Regions from separate parts of the Sus scrofa genome. Here region 2 is linked to region 1. The links are chromatin contacts, called in public HiChIP or PLAC-seq maps. All regions are on one chromosome and are shown on one strand. The core of a region is the stretch at or near the end of the contact, and the rest is flanking DNA. Distances in the headings are between cores, read along the strand shown.

Region 1 (2,681 bases), core at 78-2,577:
CTCATCAACATGCACATCCTCACCCTTATAAACCTCTAGTCCCCAAATAGAAACTGCTGGTGCCTCTCCATCTTCTAGGGACAGAAACCACCCCCCAACAGGGAGGAGATTTCAGAGGCAAAGGGAGGGGCAAAAACAGGTACCTGGAGCTCCAGCATCCTGGTCTTAGTCCCAGCGACAAGCCTGAAAGTCCCTTCAGGAACGACCCCTAGCTCCGAACATCCCTGGCCTGGGTGCTCCGTGCCAGAGGTGCCCTGAGAGCTCGCGGACCCTGCAGCGCAGTTTTCAGACTTCAAACAACGATGCTCCCCCCACAACACACAGTACCACCAGCAGCACCACCACCGCGCTTTCAAGTCATGGCCCTGGCTTTCTGACCCTTTAGAAGGACCTCTCTGTGGGAGGACAAGTGATGTCTGGTTGCCAAGAAGAGACACGTAGCGGGCTGAGTTGCTGGGAGTGGAACGAGGGTGGTCATGACAGGGACTCTTTAGGAAAAGCCCAAAACGGGGCAACTGAGACCCCAGTATCAAGCACCCTCACTCCCACCCCCACCCCACCCCCACCCTTCGCCCTGAAGGCGACTTCTCCCGGGGCGGGCGGCGTTGGCAGCTTTGTGGCCGGGATAGGGATGAGAGCGAGCCCCCCCTCCCTCTGGCCACCGCAGCCCCTCCAAAGGGACCGCGAGGGTGGGCGCAGCCTTGGAAGGTCAGCGAGGCCAGAGCTCGGAGTTAACCCGGGGCCCTGAGAGTGAGTGTGAAGGGGTGAGGATGAACGTGAACCCGCGCGTGGGCCCGACCGAGCGGCGCCGGGCCAGAGTGTCCGCGGGGGTCAGGGGTACTCCTGCTGCCGAGGAGAGGCAGCGCACCACACCCCTTAGGCGCGAGGGCCGTATGGGGCTATCGGGGCTGCCAGGCTGAGAAACTTAATGCCAAACAAGACTCCCTCACCACCCCCCGCCAGGACGTGACCCCCCCCACCCCGCTCTCAGACCCGCTCCAACGCCTGACACATTCCCCACCGCCTCCCAGACCACCCTGGCCAAACCCCCCACCCGGCCCTGGGAGCCCCGGCGGGTAATTACCTCTCCTGGAGGCGGAGTGGGGGGCGGCAGCAGCAGCAGCAGACACTTTTAGCCTGACTTTCCGGCGTTCGCGGGTGAGCGTGTGCGCGCCTAGCGAGAGCTGTAACCTGCTATTTATAGACCGGAGCCTCAGCACCCGGGCTGGGAACCCGGAGGAAGCGAGCCGGCGGCGCGGCGGCGCAGGGCGCAGGGCGCGAGCGGCTGCTCCCCGAGGCGCCCGCGCCTCCCTCGGGCTCCGGGTTCCCGCCGCGCTCCCCGCTCGCTCCCCGCCCCGCCGCGCGCGCCCCGGAGAAGTTGTCGCCGGCGCGGCCGCCTCTCCCCTGCTCACATGCTCCCCTGGCACAATCGCTACTTTCTCCCCCCGCACCCCCCCCGCCCCTCCAATCCCACCCCTCCCTGCTCCTCTTCCTCTTCTGCTGGTTCCCAGCGGTCTCCTCCCAATGTCACCGGCGCCCGAACAGAGGCAGCGACGGCAGCAAGAGTCGCGCAGCTGGCGCAGCTCGCCTCCCACTACCGATGGAGTGGAGTTGATGTCCCCGCCGCCCAACCTGAAATGACCCCAACAGGCTCACTCTGTGTACCGCCACCCCGCACCCCGACCCTCTGCTGGGCCCCTCTGCCAGCGGGGACGGTCCCTAGCCTGTGCTGCCAGGAGCACCGCTGCGGAGCGGTGGTGAGAGGTGACCCGAGGCCGCCACGCCGCGGCCGGGGCCACGGAAACCACAGGGGTTTTTAAACGGCGAAAGGGGGCGCCCCAGAACCGGGCTCAGTCCGGGAGGGTAGGGAAGCGACGTTCCCCCCGTCCCCGCCCCGTTCCCCGGACTTCTGCCTGCCACCACTCTGGGACCTGTCTCTCTTACTACTCCTCTGCCTGGGCCCGGACTTAGGGCGGAGGAGACCTGGGCAATGGCGAGGCTTCCAGCTCAGCGCAGCCCACCGACCACCCGCCGCAGTCCCCACGTCTCTGCTCGGGGACTGAGGCCGAGCTGTTCCCCACAGGCGTGTGTCACGCCTTTGGCAGCCCCGGCGCGTGGAGACAAATCTACGCTCTGTCTGTTTGGGTGTCAGGAAAACAGGGTACGTAATCGCGCAGTCTGAACCGAGGCTAAAACTCCCTCACTTCCTCGCAAACAAGCCCACGGGCGAAGGCAAGCTGCCTGGCTATTCCGGGTTGCGGGGTGTGGGGCAAATGCCTCTCCCCATCTGCGCCTTACAGGTGCCACCTGGCGGTTCTCGTGGAGAGGTATTGACTGAGCTGCTCAAAGGTAATGGTAAAGCTGGGAATGCCAGCCCCAGTCCAGGCAAGCACCCTCGGTAAGGGCACTTTTAAAAGATAATAAGGCGGAGTGAGAATACCAGTATGCTCAGGTTACATTTGCCACGCAGAGAGACTGGAATCCCAAAGTTAGGATGGTAACATCGATTTGGGTTAAGTCAGGGCTTAATGTTACACCAAGTGGGAAGCTGTAGCTGTCCCCACCTGTCACCCCTGCTGTCACTTCCTACTCTAGGCATCCATTCTCTCCGCAAGCATTTCACTGCCAGCCAGCAGGTTAGAAGCTTTATCAATGAGAGCAGAGACTTTGATGTTTGTTTG
Region 2 (2,681 bases), core at 117-2,616, 1.2 Mb before region 1:
GCTCCCTTGGAGGGCGTGGTGAGGGGTCTTATAGTGTCAAGTAGCGGGGCGTGATCAGATAGTGGACATTTTCTTGATTGGTTGATGGTGAGGTCATTGGGAGTCAGTGTTATCAAGCTTCCGGTTCCAACCCCGTCTGTGGTCTACATGCTTGTGGGAAGCATACAGTTAACTTCTTCTGCCCTGTGGGGGCTTCGGCACCTGCAAAACAGCTCTAAGGACATGGCTCAGAATATTATCTATAGTCTCTGAGGAAGATCTAAAGATCCTGGATTTTGTTGAATGGTTAAACTATTATTATTCTGTCTTGCTTGACTGTTTTACTTCTTCTCTGTTTTATCTCATTTCTCTGATTAAATTGATTCTTTGACTATAGTTTTTCTATAGATAAAAAGGCAGGTGGAGGACGGGTGTGGGGTCTACTCTGGGAAGGCCTCATAGGGTCCTGCTGGGTTCCACAGGGAAAATGGAAACATCGAAACATTTCTCAATTAAATGGCAGATACAAGAATTCAGCTGCCTTCTATGAAACTTTAAAGAGATTTGCAAAAATGTAAGACAGTACCACTCTTCTACGTTTTTTGTTTGAGCAAATATAGTTATTTTTCTTAGAAATATGTTATTTAGGAGTTCCCGTTGTGGTGCAGTGGTTAATGAATTCGACTAGGAACTATGAGGTTTCGGGTTCCATCCCTGCCCTTGCTCAGTGGGTTAAGGACCTGGCATTGCCTTGAGCTGTGGTGTAGGCTGCAGATGTGGCTTGGATCCTGCGTTGTTGTGCATCTGGCATAGGCCGGTGGCTACAACTCCGATTAGACCCCTAGCCTGGGAACTTTCACATGGCACGGGAGTGGCCCTAGAAAAGGCAAAAAGACAAAAAAAAAAAAAAAAAAAAAAAAAAAAAAAAAAAAGACATGCTATTTATACTAACATGTGATAGATTTATCAATGCAATTTTTTTGAATGAATTTATTTTATTTATTTTGTCTTTTGTCTTTTTAGGGCTGAACCCACGGCATATGGAGGTTCCCAGGCTAGGGGTCCAAGTGGAGCTGTTGCCGCTGGCCTACACCACAGCAATGCCAGATCCGAGCCATGTCTATGACCTACACCACACCTCATGGCAATGCTGGATCCTTAACCCACTGATTGAGGCCAGGGATTGAACCTGCAACCTCGTGGTTCCTAGTCGGATTCGTTTCCACTGTGCCACGACGGGAATTCCTATAAATATAATTTTTAATAAATTTGTAAACATTAAAAATTTATCTTTTTTTATTTGATAAACATCAGTAGAGTATAACCCACATAAAAAAACTTGTTAGGATTCTCAAGTCTTAAGAGTTTTCAAGGGGTCCTGAGACCAAAAGTTTTAAGAAAGTTTAATTGCTACAAGAGATGATATGACAAGCTAAACCTTCTGTGTAATATTGAATCAAGTTGCATATTCTCTTCGCCCAAGTTTCATCATATGTAAAATTAGGAGTGAATGCTATACATGTAACGAAATTAGAAGGCCAGGAGCACAAAATGATATTGTTTAGCTCTTACTGATATTATTCTATTTTCTCTATGAGATAGGAGGGAACAATATCTTCTAAAACTGATGGAGGAAGTGGAAGTGGTAGAAGTTTGAGAAAGGGGAGATTTGATGAAGCCCTCATGGAGAAGTTTTTTCCTCTTAGTTTTGTCTCTTCCTTTAGATTTCTCCTTTTCTAAAAACAAAATTGAGGAGGCCTTCCCCATCTTTTTCCTCCTTCTGTTTCCCCATCTTCCCTCTTGGTCAGGTCTTCTGCCCAGGGCTGGGAGCTCCGCCCTCCGCGGGAGAGGGAGGGCCGGGGCGGAGCGAACAGAAGTGGGCGTGTCCTCTCCTGTCGACGTGCGGCCGTGAGGACGTTGCTTACGTCAGAGGACATCCGGTCCGGCTCTCAGTACCCTGAAGCTGCTCGGTCCGCCTTCCGTGGGTTTAGTAGCGTTTCTCCACCCGGAGTCGTGGTCCAGGAATAGAATCTGGTGCTGCTGCGGGCCGGCCTCACGCTATCCCTGCCCCTCGGCCCCCGGAGTGAGCCCGGCCTCCCTGCGAGGGTGAGCGAGGTCGGCCCGGAGCGCGCGCGAGGGAGGGTGCCCCGCGGGCGGGGGCCGGCTGTTGGTTCCCCCAGCCGCGTGGCACCTACGTCGTCTCCTTTGGACGCCCCCTGCGCCCCGCAGGGTCCTCGGGCTGCAGACTTACCTCCAAAGCTGCAGGCACCCTGGGCTTGTTTCCTCATTTCGTGACACGGGCCACGTCCTCGGGAAGGGCTTAAGTCCATATAAGGCTGAGAAATAGAATTCACTCTTAAAGTTTACAAAACAAACTAGGCGGAAAAAAGGAGGCTCAACTTAGCGGGTTCACCCCTGGGGACGCAGGAATTCATTCGATGATCACCCTGTGATTATTTTATGAACTCCTTTGGCCAGGGCAGTACACATTTTTTTCACCTTGTGTATTTTGTCATTTTAAATACTGGAAGAGTGACCTAGTGGACTTGGACGTTACTCCCAGTAACCACTTACTCAGTTAAAGCTCTCGGCCTGGTTTGTCTGTATTTTTAAGTCTCAGCTAACGACCACTCGGATTTTTTTTTTTTTTTTTTTTTTTGGTCTTTTTGCTGTTTCTTGGGCCGCCCCTGCGGCATATGGAG

The links. HiChIP or PLAC-seq counts read pairs in DNA pulled down with a chosen protein or histone mark.
Region 2: a contact with region 1 is called in an H3K27ac HiChIP or PLAC-seq map of skeletal muscle, with 8 times the contacts expected there. The contact joins the promoter of ZNF330 here to the promoter of INPP4B in region 1. A contact is called at or near these places in 2 of 2 datasets of contacts at active chromatin or transcription factors (alveolar macrophages and skeletal muscle).

The regions. Positions count from the first base shown.
Region 1 is chr8:84,810,728-84,813,408 of Sscrofa11.1, reverse strand. It overlaps INPP4B (type II inositol 3,4-bisphosphate 4-phosphatase), which reads right to left and starts at 1,327. Exons shown (of 30, transcript XM_021100673.1): 1 at 1,085-1,327.
Region 2 is chr8:86,035,423-86,038,103 of Sscrofa11.1, reverse strand. ZNF330 (zinc finger protein 330) reads left to right here and starts at 1,366. Exons shown (of 10, transcript XM_021101553.1): 1 at 1,366-2,085.